Regions from separate parts of the Danio rerio genome. Here region 2 is linked to region 1. A link is a contact called in public Micro-C data. All regions are on one chromosome and are shown on one strand. The core of a region is the stretch at or near the end of the contact, and the rest is flanking DNA. Distances in the headings are between cores, read along the strand shown. Region 1 overlaps tspan2b (tetraspanin 2b). Region 2 holds the start of si:ch73-181d5.4.

Region 1 (7,556 bases), core at 4,628-7,127:
AACAGCAGGGTTTTTGGCTTGAGTTTGGGAATGTTACTCTTGAGTGTGTGTGTGTGTGTGTGTGTGTGTGTGTGTGTGTGTGTGTGTGTGTGTGTGTGTGTGTCCAGCAGAGGTGAAAGGTTGTGTTTTAGGAGAGGAGGAACTCTGTTAGATCACCTCCCGGCTGTTTCGGATGGCACAGCAGAGGACCATACTGAAGATCATGCCTATAATCTGAAAAAATTCGAAAAATACAAGTAAATTAAGGAGATGTTATGTGAACACTGTAAAAAATACCGCTAAATTTGCAATTACTCATACTTTGTGATTGATTTTAAAACTTTTCCTCATTTATTTCAGCTTTTAAGTTGCATTATGGGATGTTGATCTTTCCTCCAACACAACGTTTAACCTTGAAAAGTGTGAAAAGTGACTTTTCTGAACATTTGTAATAGTTTAAAGTGCTATAATGTCTGGGTTGATATTGTATTTAATATTGTATTTCTGTTATTTTACACTATTATTCCCCTATAAATTATTGCTTATACATTATAATATCTCAATAAAAGTCACTTTGTTAAACTGTAGAGTTGAATTTTCAACATCAGAAGACATCAACATCCTACAATGCAACTTATTCAATCATTTTCCTTCAGCTTAGTCCCTGATTTATCAGGGGTCACCACAGCGGAATGAACCACCAACTATTCCAGCATATGTTTTACATAGCGGATGCCTTTACAGCTGCAACACCCATACACTGGGAAACACGTGGAGAAAATGCAAACTCCACACAGAAGCAACAACTGACCCAGCCGGGACGCAAACAGGTGACCTTCTTGCTGAGAGGCCACAGCGTCAACCACTGAGCCAAAGTGACCCCCATAATGCAACTCACAACCGCAGATAAAAGAAAACACTTTTCATTTTTACAGTGCATGTTTAAACACAAAGAGGACATGAACTGGAATACTTACTGGATACAGTAAGTTTAAAGAAATTATATTAAAAACCATTAAAAAAAATTGCATCAATAATTGATGTCAAAACAACATCAAATTAACATTTCAACATGACAAACATGTCCAAATGTTATTACAGGATATTCAAATCCCAGAGTAAATTGGTCATTCGGAAATGCACTGCAACTAATGCTTTTCCTACTTGAGTTTGTGTCGTGTTTCTAGTCCAAATATCTACAAATTCTTAAATCAAGAAGCAATTACAAGACAAGTACAACATACTGTCCTGTTTTCAGAATTAAGGAGTCAAAATGAAGCGAGTTTCTCCTTAAAACAAGCAATATAATGTGTTAAGCAGAGTAATCTTGTTTTACTTTGTAATAAGTGGTGTGAATAATCGAGCTCGACTGTATATATTCTGTGAGAACAACCACCTGGATGTACATTATCCTAAACTGCGGACATGATAACAGACTGTATTATTGACAAAAAAAGTTCATTTACCATGACTCCAGCGATTCCTATTCCCACGTAACCCACGATGAACAGCTTACTGTTGAAAAACTCTTCAATGGCCACGTCACACGTCTGCACACACACACACACACACACACACACACAGATCAATGCGTATACACACTTCACTGCATGTCAAACTCTGCTATTACAGACACTATATCTGCCATTTTCATGTATCTTTTTATGAAACACTGACTTTTGTACTTACATATGCGACTTTAGAGTTTCGCAGCACTACATATAACAGACGCCTAAAATGACTACAACTCCCATGATTCCACACTCAGCCACAGTCATGGAAATATGCCTTTGTTTGTTGTGAATAGACGCCCTCTAATGGCCAAACTCACACACTGTGCTTTTAAACTAAGTGTTTACTAATTTTGGCTGCACAACATATCGGGGAATTATTGGTATTGCGGTATTGATGCCCAAAGCACAATGTTGGCATACGGTGCATGGGTTACGTCTAGAAGGGATACAGCTGTGGATAGCGTCATTTCTATGACACCATACAACAATATTTAACAGTTCACATTACTGTGAGGATTGGGTTTAGAGTAGATGTTAATAAAATGCTAATTAATGGGTAATTTAATAAATAATATGAATAATACTCTGTATAATTACTGTTTTTGCGTTACTGTGAGGATTGGGTTCAGGGTTAACGTTAATAAAATGCATTTAATGTGTAATTTAAAAAATAATATGAATAATATTCAGTATAATTGCTGTTTTTACCTGACAGTGAGGGTTGGGTTTAGGGTTTGAGTAGGTTTAGATGTTAATAAAATACAGTTAATGAATAATGTAATGAATAATAATTCAACCTCCCGCCTTCCAGCTGTATCCCTTCTAGCAATAGCTCTACACATGAGGCTATCAGCACTGACTGTTCATCCAAATTTGACCAATCAGATGGGGTGATTCTATCTTAAGCCCCGCCCACCCAGTAGGTGCTGTTCTACTAATGGCTGGAAGCTGAACTCAGTGCTGAATTTAAACAATAGTGGGCGGAGTCAAGATAAGAGGAAAATGACAACAGCCAATCAGAGTCAGAATATCTGCATATCAGGTTTACACTCGTTCACAGTGTCTACATGTTAGCCAGTTTACTAGATCAGACTAAATATCCAAAATACCTTTAATGGGACATGTATCGCAAGAAATATCGCTATCGTAATACTCGTATTATTGCATGTTTTCTCAGTATTGTGCAGAACTATTACTAGTAGCAGACAGTTTTAATCAGTGTTTCATTTAAGAGCTTACCTGGTTAAATACCATGTTTTTACATGAGGATGGCGTCACTGTAGATGAACCACAGCAACTCAACTGCAGATGAGACGGGTTAAAATACAATTACAGCCACAATTACAGTCTTTTATGACAACATTAAACATATATACAGTACATATAGTTGTGGGCAAAATTATTCACCCTCCTGCTCGATATTTGTGCATTTTCAAATATTTCTCAAATGATATTTAGACATTTACACATTATTGAAAATTTGTTCTTCTGGAGAAAGTCTGATTAGTTTTATTTGGGCTAGAATAAAAGCAGTGTTTAATAGTGTTAAAGTCATGTTAAGCTCAATATTATTCGCCTCTTCAGCAATATTAGTGTTGGATTGTCTCCAGAACAAACCACTGTTATACAATGACTTGCCTAATTACCCTAACTTTACCCTCATTACCCTAGTGAAGCCTTTACATGCCACTGTAAGCTGAACACTAGTGTCTTGAAGAATATCTAGACTAATATTATGTGCTGTCATCATGGTGAAGAGAAAACACATCAGCTATTAGAGATGAGTTATTAACATTATTATGAGTAGAAATGTATAACATATAAAAGTATAAGAAAATATAAAAGAATTAAAAATGAAACAGGAGGGTGAATAATTCAACTACACATGTATATAGTTATAATGACACCACAGTCTGATTAAATCCACAATAAGGTGTAGTAGAGTAATAAAACAAGGTAATAATGTGAACTCACTACGGTGTGGTAGGACTGCACGGTTGCATTATTGTTGTTGTTTCCAGCAGACTCATCATAGAAGTGCCTTATTTCCTGAATGATCTAAGATGAAACATTAAAGAAACTTGTGCTGTAAAAATCTGATTTATTGAAATAAAGAGCTTTGAATCAACATGTGTCATGTCATTTCCACTATAATAATAATAATAATAATAATAATAATAATAATAATAATAATAATAATAATAATAATAATAATAATAATAATAATAATAATACCTTGTCTTTGTTGATGAAGCCAAAAACTCCTGCTGCAACTTCAGCTCCAAAGATGACCAGAAGACAGGCAAAAAACTGTAAAAGAGACATAAATAATGTTAAATAAATTAAAATGCTTTCTACATTTCATATATATATATATATATATAGGGGTGCAATATTTTGCAAGAACAGCACTGGTACAGCCTCTTCACCTTTGTGTATTACTCCGCCCACACAGAGTGACATCAGATCAATAAACTCACTACAGTTTGACAAATATTGCAGCTGTTGGACAACATCATGTACTGTTGAGGCTTTTTTAGGTGAGATTGTCATTGTTTAGATTGCAGCTACTCGGTTTATTTATAGGGATAGTGCCTATTTTAAATAATCATAACTTCAGAGATTCAACGCCATCAGCATGTCATACTGAGCATAGCAAAAACGGTTGATGTTCTGCCACAAGATGGCGTCAAAGACCGCATAATAAGCCCTTAGAGAAGGAAAAACTCAAGCTACAGCAGATCAAATCATTATTAAACAGGTAAGTGACACTCTCTCTTTGTGTGTTGTAGTGCTGCATTATTACCATAGTAATCTGCTGGTGTTTGCAGAACGCAATACCACACTTGCAGCAGTCCGGTATGGCTGTATATCATCAGTGGTGGGACACTAAGACAATCAGTCTGCTGCCGATACAGCCTGCTACTCGTGTGATATTGCGCATATATATATATATATATATATAAAGATAAACAGTATAAGCCAGTAAAAGCCCTGTAAGTTAAGTATGTCTTTGATAAATTGTGGTAAAGTTTTGTGGTATTTGTCAATTTAATGGCATTTATTTGACAGCATGTACTAAAGATTTTAAGCGGTTTTCTTTACATCTAAAAATCTGCATTTTGAATAGCAAGTGAGTAATTGACAAATATGAAAATGATTTTTTTAAGCGGTTGCCCTGTTTCAAAAGCTGCTGTTTTCAGCCCTTGAAAATATAATAAAAAGTATTAGATTTTAGTTTAACTTCTTAACTTATTTATTTATTTATATTAATATATACTATTTTATATATAGGCGAAGCAGTGGCGCAGTAGGTAGTGCTGTTGCCTCACAGCAAGAAGGTCTAGCGTCAGCTCAGTTGGTGTTTCTGTGTGGAGTTTGCATGTTCTCCCCGTGTTGGCGTGGGTTTCCTCCGGATGCTCCGGTTTCCCCCACAGTCCAAACACATGCGGTACAGATGAATTGGGTAGGCTAAATTGTCCGTAGTGTATGTGTGTGTGTGTGTGTGTGTGTTTAAATGTGTGTGTGGATGTTTCCTAGTGATGGGTTGCAGCTGGAAGGGCATTCGCTGCGTAAAAACTTGCTGAATAAGTTGGCGGTTCATTCCGCTGTGGCGACCCCGAATTAATAAAGGAACTGAGCCGACAAGAAAATGAATGAATGATTATATAACCTGGTGTTCATGTTTAGTACTGCAGCCAAACAAAATCCCACTGAAAGTAAATTTTTTGTTATCAACTTTATATTTGGAACATAATTTGTTCAAATATTTAGCTTTGATTTTCTGACTAATTTAGACAAAAAAAATTTAAACATATTTTTTATGTAATATAATACAATCTATATTTTTGTTTTGATTGTTTACATAAATATAAAGGCGCATTATATTTTTATATTATATAAAGGCGCATTATATTATATTATTTTAAAAAACTTTAAGTTTTTTTTTAAACTTTTTTTCCCTTCAGTCACATTCTGACAAGTGTCTTCTTTAAAATGAGACCAAGTTTAAGTCTGTGCACCAAAGCGTTGAAGACTGACGATCCTTTAAGCTGAACATGTGTGCGTGTATAAAAATAGTTTAAAATAGTGTTGTGTACAGTAAACAAAACAATGCATCCTGTTTTAGAATGACATAACGAGTGTTACCGCATCAAGTCTTTTTGAGTTTTTATTTCCTTGTTTATTTTTCATCTTAATTCCTGTTTTCTTGCATAACAAGCCGGAAATGTGCAGACAGCAGTAGAGATGCAAATGCAGAGGTTAAATCTGTGCAAAGAAACATAGAGGCAAATCCAAAAGAGCATTCCAGAACACAGCCTACTGTCTAACATACAAACATTAGTCTGAGCAAACTCCGGCATGCGGAAACAAGGAACAAGGAAAACAATTAATCAGAAAAGGAAATAAATTGCTTGGAAATGTCAATAACATGAAGGCAAGACTGACTACACCGTACAAAATACCTGTCAACTAACAGTGTGTGATTCATGTTTTATTTCCCCCCATCCATGTTTTAAATTGCATTATGGGATCTTTTAACCTCAAAAGTGTGTGTTCTGCTCATGTGTAATAGTGTGCAGTGTGTGTATAGTGTGTGTTGGTGTTGTATATTACTCTACAGTGAGCTTGTAATAAACTGCAGCACATGTTCTGCTATTCTACACTCTTATTCCTCTACATATGATCTCTTATATTATTTCACACCACTAAAATGTCAGTAAAAGTCACTTTGTTAAACTGTAGAGTTGAATTATGAGCATCAGGAGTGGACAGAGCAGAGATCAACATCCCATATACTGTTCATTAGCAGGTGTTGTTTACAGTGCAGCTCTACTGTCGTCCTCATCAATTATCAGTCAGCATTTATCAGTGAGCAATGCTATGGTGTTTACTCAGATATTAGTAAATGTAACTCTCACCAATCCCAGAAGACACTGCGACTCCCGCACGGCTCCACAGCAGCCGAAAAAACCCACCAGCATCACCAGACCACCGGCTGCGATGAGGATGTACACCCCTGTGCAGGACACACACATTATTTAAGCTCATTCGGGCACACAATATTAGGAAAATATCATGCAAAACTAATCAAAAATGCTTAAACATGCATATTAAATAACTGTTATTGGCAGATACACTGTGAAAAATCTCTGCTAATGAACAGCTTGTGTTTATTAGCGGTGGTGAACTGCATTATGGGATGTTGATCTCTGCTCTGTCCACTCCTGATGCTCATAATTCAACTCTACAGTTTAACAAAGTGACTTTTATTGACATTTTAGTGGTGTGAAATAATATAAGAGATCATATGTAGAGGAATAAGAGTGTAGAATAGCAGAACATGTGCTGCAGTTTATTACAAGCTCACTGTAGAGTAATATACAACACCAACACACACTATACACACACTACACACTATTACACATGAGCAGAACACACACTATACACACACTGCACACTATTACACATGAGCAGAACACACACTATACACACACTACACACTATTACACATGAACACAGACTATACACACACTGTTCAAGGTTATAAACGTTGCTAGAAGATGATCAAGATCCCATAATGACATTCACAAGCAGAAATAAATGAGGAAAAACAAAAACATGCATCACAAAATGCAGAAAACTGCTGATTTAGGGATATTTTACACAGTGCAGAACATTATTTGTGCATTAAAAACACACAAGCAGCTCAAAAAGTAGAATCATACTATACAGCATATTAAAACAGTAAATATCATATGATCAAACACATCACATCACTTCACTTGATGGAAAAATACCTATTTTAACTGTATTTATGCTAATAAAATCTTAAAGGAATGAATGATGCATATCATTTTGTTTTCCAATAGACAGTTCTGCAGAATTCTGGATTTATGAAGCAGAAAACTGTATACTATATAAAATAAACAAATTATAAATAAACTATTTAACATACTATTATTGTGTAGCAGCATAGCTATATTATGATATTACTGTATTTCTATAGTTCTGAGAGATGGGTTGCGGCTGGAAGGGCATCCGCTGCATAAAAATGTGCTG
Region 2 (7,480 bases), core at 4,700-7,199, 48 kb after region 1:
CATGAGTCTGGGTCATCGCAACAATCACATTGGACAGGGTCATCGGACCAATCACATCAGACTAGGTGATCAGATCAATCACATCAGAGTGGGTCATCGAACCAATCACACCGGACTGGATCATTAAACCAATCACTTGAGTCTGGGTCATCAGACCAAGCACACCGGACTGGGTCATCGGACCAATTACATCCGACTGGGTCATTAGACCAATCACAACAGATTCATGCAAAGGAGGGGTTTGGAATAAATTAAATCATCGATGAGTCGTATGGGAGTCGCTGGGATAATCAGGTACCAATAAACGCATTTTACAAGACAATCAAAGTGTTTTTGATCTTGCATGCAGATCAGCCTGTTGTTGGAGACCCCCAACACCAAAATATGACCCAAACATCCCCTACAGTCCTTAAGATATTCTGAGACCCTGCAGACACACTGCAGAATCTGCGGTTTTGAAGACACTGTGTTCATGGGAACAGGACCTTAATGTGGTCCACTTGTGATTGTATTAACAAACATGATTATTAAAATCTGATATAAATAGGGCTGGAGTGTGAAAATAGTCCATGATACATACGGAGTTTGTGATGTTCAGGTGGAGTGGCTGTGGTTGTTTGTGCTGGGTCAGCGACTGCAGATGAACAGACAGACTCTTCGCTCTTTTCTTCTGCTTTACCCTCCTGCTCTCTCTCTGCTGGACTCTTGTTGACCTTCACCTTGAAAAGCTTCGCAAGAAATGATCGTTTCTCGCTCTGAAAGGTGAAAGCAGGAGAGAGAACATTAAACACCAGTGCTGGCAAAATCATTCATCACATCTACATTAAAGTTCTTATTTATGATATATATATATGTGTGTGTGTGCGTATAAACACATGCATATGTTTATATTTACAGAATAAAAGTCACTTTGTTAAACTGTAGAGTTGAATGTTCAACATCAGATGTGAACAGAATTCACCACCGCAAATAACAAAGCACAGGAGCTGTTCATCAGCAGACATTGTTTACAGAGTGTATGTGATTATATTCACCTTGAGAGACGGTACAACAGCAGATTTGACCTCAGGTTTGGGTTCAGAGAGAGTCTTGATGGCGACGGCTGCGTGCTGAACGATACAGCGATGACCGCAGTACACCGACTCCGGCAGGGCATCGCTGCTGCAGCCCGGACCAATGCATTTGGGCGAAACCTCCACCACATTCTGCTCCACCTTTATCATCTGCTGCACATCCACCTGAGATTGACACACAGACTAGATTTAGAAGAAGAGCTGACCGGATCTCTTCTCTACTAATGTTTAGTAGTTACCAGGGGGGTTATTAAGAGCAATCTGTCGTGCTCCATTTATTACTCCACAAAGAGGATCAGTTCTGTTAGAGATGCGCTTTTCAGACAGTGTGATGAGAGATGATGATGCAGCATTACCATGTTGATTGAGCTGATCTCTTGTTTTAGGCACGGATCGTCAGTCTTCTGGTTCCTGCATGTCAGTTCCCGGTTCTCAGTGCATGGTGGACACATATATTCCTCATTTTTCCAAGTCTCAAAGATGCCGACACAGTCCACATGCCGAAACGCTCCACAGGATTTACAGCTGATCGTCAACCTGACAGATGGAGACAGCATTAGTTTGGTAGGAGATCAAAATTAGGGTTAGGTATTGGAAAATATTGGAAAAATCTGACATTTGGATTTTTTTTTTTCTGGGGAGACTAACAGTATTAAGCATGAGAAATTAAATAAATCTCAATGCAAAAAAATACATATTTTCTTACTTTGTCTCGTTTGTAGTCCAAATATCAACAACATTCGCAGAGCAAGTTAAAATATTGTTTTGTTTTCAACTTCAGATGTCAAAATGAACAGTGAAAACAAGCTTAATGATCTGCCAGGGCACAGGGTAAGTACAATAATCTTGCTTTTTCGTTAAAATGTTGACATTTTGACTAAAACAACACAAAATTCTAAGTTTTTGCATAAATTCCATATAAATACAGTTATTAAGTACAATTCTATAGCTTCTGCTCAACTATAATGCAGACTAAACATTGCATATCTTGCGATGTGACTATTGAGGATATACACATTGCAATATCCATAATTAAACAACATATCAATATATTTATATATTCATTCATTCATTCATTCATTTACTGGTCGGCTTAGACCCTTTATTAATGTGGGGTCGCCACAGCGGAATGAACCGCCAACTTATCCAGCACGTTTTTATCCAGCGGATGCCCTTCCAGCTGCAACCCATCACTGAGAAACACAAACACACACAAACAAACACACACAAATAAACACACACAAACACACACAAACAAACACAAACACACACAAACAAACACAAACACAAACAAACACACACACACAAACAAACACACACAAACAAACACACACAAACACACACAAACACACACAAACAAACACACACAAACACACACAAACAAACACAAACAAACACACACAAACAAACACACACAAACACACACAAACAAACACAAACACACACAAACAAACACAAACACACAAACAAACACACACAAACAAACACACACAAACACACACAAACAAACACACACACACAAACACAAACACAAACAAACACACACAAACAAACACACACAAACACACACAAACAAACACAAACACACACACACACACACACACAAACAAACACACACAAACAAACACACACACACACACACACAAACAAACACACACAAACAAACATAAACACAAACAAACACACACACACACACACACAAACAAACACACACAAACAAACACAAACACACACAAAAATAAACAAACAAACAAACAAACACACACACAGACACACACAAACAAACACACACACACACAGACAAACCTCTCTCTCTCTCATTCGCGTGCACTAACACACACACTCACACACACAAACACCAAGCACACACACAGACAAACCTCTCTCTCTCTCTCTCTCATTCGTGCGCACACACACACATACACACTCACAGCAACAAACAAGCTAAACACAGCATCGCGCTATTTCATTTACACACATACATACGCATGCTCGCTCGGGAGTCGGGAGTGATATTGCTAGACGGCCCGCTCCCGTCCCAAATTAAACCCGTTACTGACCGCTCCCGGGCTTTATTCGGAAATGTATTCCCGCGCCGCAGAAATCTGGTCGGGTCCCGCGGGAATGCAGACCTCTAAAGCGGAGCTTGTATTTAAAAATGTTGATAGAGGTTTGTGATATAGGAATTACAGCGGAGCTTCACCATAAACATGCTTAACCACATCACCGCAGTTGACATCTCATTATGGCGGTAATGTGGTTATCGTCACACCCCTACACACTCGATTCTCACCTGTTACTATCATCCCTCTGTCCACATGTGCCACACACAGCGTCCTGATTATCCTCCTCATGTTTATCAGAGATGCAGATTTCCTCCTGGTGCTCAGAGTGATTCTGCAGTCGCTCATTCCTCTCATCTCCAGCAAAACTCAGAGTATCTGCGGCTTCCCTGTCAGTGAATAAACCCTGCTTCTCTCCTTCTGCTGCGCTTTCGGTGTCGTCAGACTGCTCTACACCCTCCTGCTCCCCCAGACCATCATTTCTCTCTCCGTCTGTGCTTTCCCTCATCCGCCGTGCCAGCGCTCGCCTCCGCATCTCCTGCAGGTTGAGATCGTCGCTGTCTTCAGCTCGATCGGATGTGGCTCCTCCTGTGTTGCGTTCGCTGCTGGACTCGTCTGCATGTACCCACACGCGCCCTCGACCCCTACGCCCTCGTTTAGCTGCCGTTAACCCCATGCCAGCGTCGGCAGCACGTTTTCCGCGACCGCGACCCCTGCCGCGACCTCTGCCTCGACCCCGGCCACGACCCCTGTTGGTCTGGAGGTCAGGATCTCCGCTGCTCTCGTCCAGTGAGCACACCGCCTCCAAGAACTCTCGTTTGGCTATCGTGCTGCGCCGGAAGCCCCAGCTCTTGCCCATCAGATCAGTGCCAGAGGCGTCCGCATCCATCTGACCCCAGAACAGAGGAGATACAGAGAAAATATTAGAGCTGAAGGATTAGACAATCTCATATTTGTCTGTGAGAAATACTAGATTTTCTGAAAAATTTTAGGGTGAACACATTTATTTAAGCTTAACAGTAAACACACACACACACACACACACACACACACACACACACACACACACACACACACACACACATATATATATATATATATATATATATATATAAAAAAGGTTTAACCCTACTGAGCTATTCCTTGCAAATGTCAGCCTTGCCATGAATCCTTTAAACTGAAGTAACTAATATACTAACTTTTACGAACTAAAATAGCGAGAGCCTTTCTGTTTTTGTGTAGGCTGGTTTTCCACAGTGCTGTAATGTCTCTGTCAATGTCAATATTTGATTCATCAAAGTCACACAAGTGTCAATTTCACATCTGTCACATCCACAACCAAGCGTTTCCCTCATAAATGCAGAAAAGTCAAACAAAATAAAGTTTTATCAAATATTAGATTGTTGATAAAGAAATGGGTGTGATTGACCTGATTATGTAGTGTTGCAAGACTTAAATATACACTATAAGAAAAACTATGAATGATTTACCTCATATTTTACTTTAATAGAAAGAAAGAAAACTGGGATAAAGTTAATGTTATATTTGCACATTCACCTTCTTAATATAATGTCAGAAAAGGACTGTTTTCACAGTGAGTTAAAAAGTGCTGATGTTATTCTGAAGTCATTCTTACGTTTAGCAATATCATCTCATAATTCATAACAGTACCTCATTATTATTAATCTGTATTCGCCTTTTTGAATTCTACTTTACTGTTTTACTGATTGTGCAAATATCAACTTCACCTTAATGCATAACCACAACTAAATATTTATTATAAACTTAATAATAAAATCATGTTTAAATACTCGGACAAAGGTTTTAGCATATAGGTGAGGTTGGTTTTATATTGGTTTCATTTAGCAGTCTCTATATTGTTTAGCATGTTACTCTGAATATTGGATCTGAATTAGCATGCAAGTATGACTTGTAAACAACATTAACACTGTCTAATTGACTGTGAACAATGCTGTACTTTGATAGTCATTTGCTGCTAATATGATTTCACTATTTACAATACTTTTCTGACATTATATTAAGGAGAATGTCTGAATATTTCAATATCAAACCAACTTCACCTCTATGGATATGGGTTTTAGCTTGATTATTATTTTGCATGACTGTAAAAGTTGCACTGGGAAAAAAACAATGCATAACATACATCAAATTTGAGTTAAATTAGAATTAAATCAGAGGTAAGCGTTTATGTGCCTAAAACTTTACATTTTCAGCTGTAAACTAGTAAACAGTTTAATGTTAAGGATAATTTCGACAGATGTCGCTTTTTAAACCTGCATTCACCCTAATTTACACAATACTGTAAATGAATGGTCGTAATGTATATAATATATTCGAAAAACACCGTAACACTATATTCATGCTTCAACATTTCACATCTCATCAAATTAAACACCACAATGACATTATTAATTCAGAAATCATCAAATAATTGAAATCACTTTGGCTGTCTAATTCATAACAGCGAACTCAGTGTTCAACAGCGAACTTCAACATGGTGTATGAAACAGTCTGCAGAGTAAAGAGAGACTGCGAAACATGTGTTTGACGTGCTGCTAAACTGCACATCTCATTCAGCACATCACACATCTGCAAATAAATAATGAAGCATGTGAGGTGAAGCGAAACACCCACAGCACCCACAGCCCACCGCGGACTCACCTTATACAGTCCAACGCGTGTGTCTGCGTTTACACGCACTTCGAGCTCAATGGATGAAAGATTATAATTGATTATTAATGTTAAATGCAGTCAATCACACAAACGCACAGCAATGCCTCCATTTTGACCGTGAAAGGGGCGTGACGCTCGGTATAAAGAGGATCCAGAACCGCCGCGAGACTCCGCACCGGAACCGAACAGCGACTCCTGCGTACTGGAGGACAAATTTAAGAAACAATGTCAGCACTCAAACTTAATAACAAAAGTACAAAAAGATTAAGATAAAATCAACAAATACTTTCTTAAACAGCATTGAAGAGTGCGCGCTCTACAGCCAACGCTTGTTAAAGGCATTTTCACACACGAATTATAAATGTAGGCCTTTATGAACGACTCTCACCTCAGTTTGTATTTATAAACCTCTGATTACCACATTTGTTTACAGTTATAAAGCTTTATGAGTTATTTTCTTCTGTTAAACTCAAAAAAGATATTCTGAAGAAGGCTGGAAACCCGTAACTTCCATTGTGGGAAAAGCAAATAGCCTACTGTGGATGACAATGGCTAAAGGTTTCCAGCACCAACATTTATTTATTTATTTATTTTTTTTAGATCAACAAGAAGCATAAGAGTTTCTCATAAGAGTTTGAAATCAGTAAAGTGTGAGTAAATGATGACAGAACTTTCATTTTTGGGTGAACTATCTTATTTCATTCAACTATCTTATTTTATTTAGGTACTATTTACTCTCTTAAAAAACACATTTTACTACATTCGTTAAGTTATAAACCCTTCTGAGTGTCTTTCTTCTGCAAAACCCAGAAGAAGATATTCTGAAGAAAGCTTGAAACCCTCCATTGTGGGAAAAGCAAATAGGCTGACTGTCAATGGTTGAAGATTTTCAACTTCAAAATATCTTCTTGTGAGATTAACAAGAACCACTCATAAAGGTTCAAAACAAGTAAAGTCTGAGTAAATGATAACAGAATTTTATTTTGGGTGAACTGTCAGCCATGTTTGTTTAGTGCAACAACTTTATAGGCTTCAATTTAGAGGTAATAGAGGTAAAGTTGGTTTTATATTGGCACATTGGTTCATTTAGCAGTCTCTATATTGTTTAGCATGTTACTCTGAATATTGGATCTGAATTAGCATGCAAGTATGACTTGTAAACAACATTAACACTGTCTAATTGACTGTGAACAATGCTGTACTTTGATAGTCACTTGCTGCTAATATAATTTCCCTATTAACGATACTTTTCTGGCATTATATTATTAAGAAGAATATCTGAATATCCCAATATAAAACCAACTTCACCTCTATTTACTCTCCCTCAAATTAACCACATATTGCCACATTTGTTTAGTTATAAACCTTTATGAGTTTTTTTAGTTACGATATTTATAAGTATTATGAAGCATGCTCATTTAGCTGATCTTTACTGTGAATATTTAGCTTTTTTTTGCCTAAATCTAAACCTAAATCTTCTTTAATTGTTTTGATTATTCAAGGATATTTTAATGTGCCTTTTTTTTGAGAGAGGTCTGGATGCAGACCTGAAGCAGATGCAATCTGAGCTGCATGCAATGCTTTTTAATGCGCTCACCTAACCCCACCCCTTACAGTGATGTCACTAGCTCAGTTGAGTGCATTGTGTCT

What was found. A called contact is a pair of places that touch in the nucleus more often than the background predicts.
Region 2: a Micro-C map of caudal fin shows a contact between it and region 1, with 3 times the contacts expected there. The contact joins the promoter of si:ch73-181d5.4 here to the enhancer-like site in region 1. A contact is called at or near these places in 2 of 18 Hi-C or Micro-C datasets (caudal fin and an unstated tissue).

What each region holds. Positions count from the first base shown.
Region 1 is chr23:496,969-504,524 of GRCz12tu, forward strand. It overlaps tspan2b (tetraspanin 2b), which reads right to left. Exons shown (of 8, transcript XM_005161898.6): 3 at 6,416-6,513; 4 at 3,729-3,803; 5 at 3,468-3,551; 6 at 2,733-2,795; 7 at 1,446-1,529; 8 at 1-213. The coding sequence ends at 148. Among named protein-coding and RNA genes, the nearest start is that of slc25a55b, 18 kb to the left of the region's middle. Within about 2 kb of position 5,878, at least 1 of the 62 cell types and tissues checked has an H3K27ac peak or open chromatin away from gene starts, as enhancers often do. A contact at or near this core is called in caudal fin, where this site is marked.
Region 2 is chr23:545,179-552,658 of GRCz12tu, forward strand. si:ch73-181d5.4 reads right to left here and starts at 5,950. Exons shown (of 15, transcript XM_003201155.7): 1 at 5,819-5,950; 2 at 3,367-4,025; 3 at 1,430-1,610; 4 at 1,035-1,238; 5 at 581-755. The coding sequence starts at 4,025.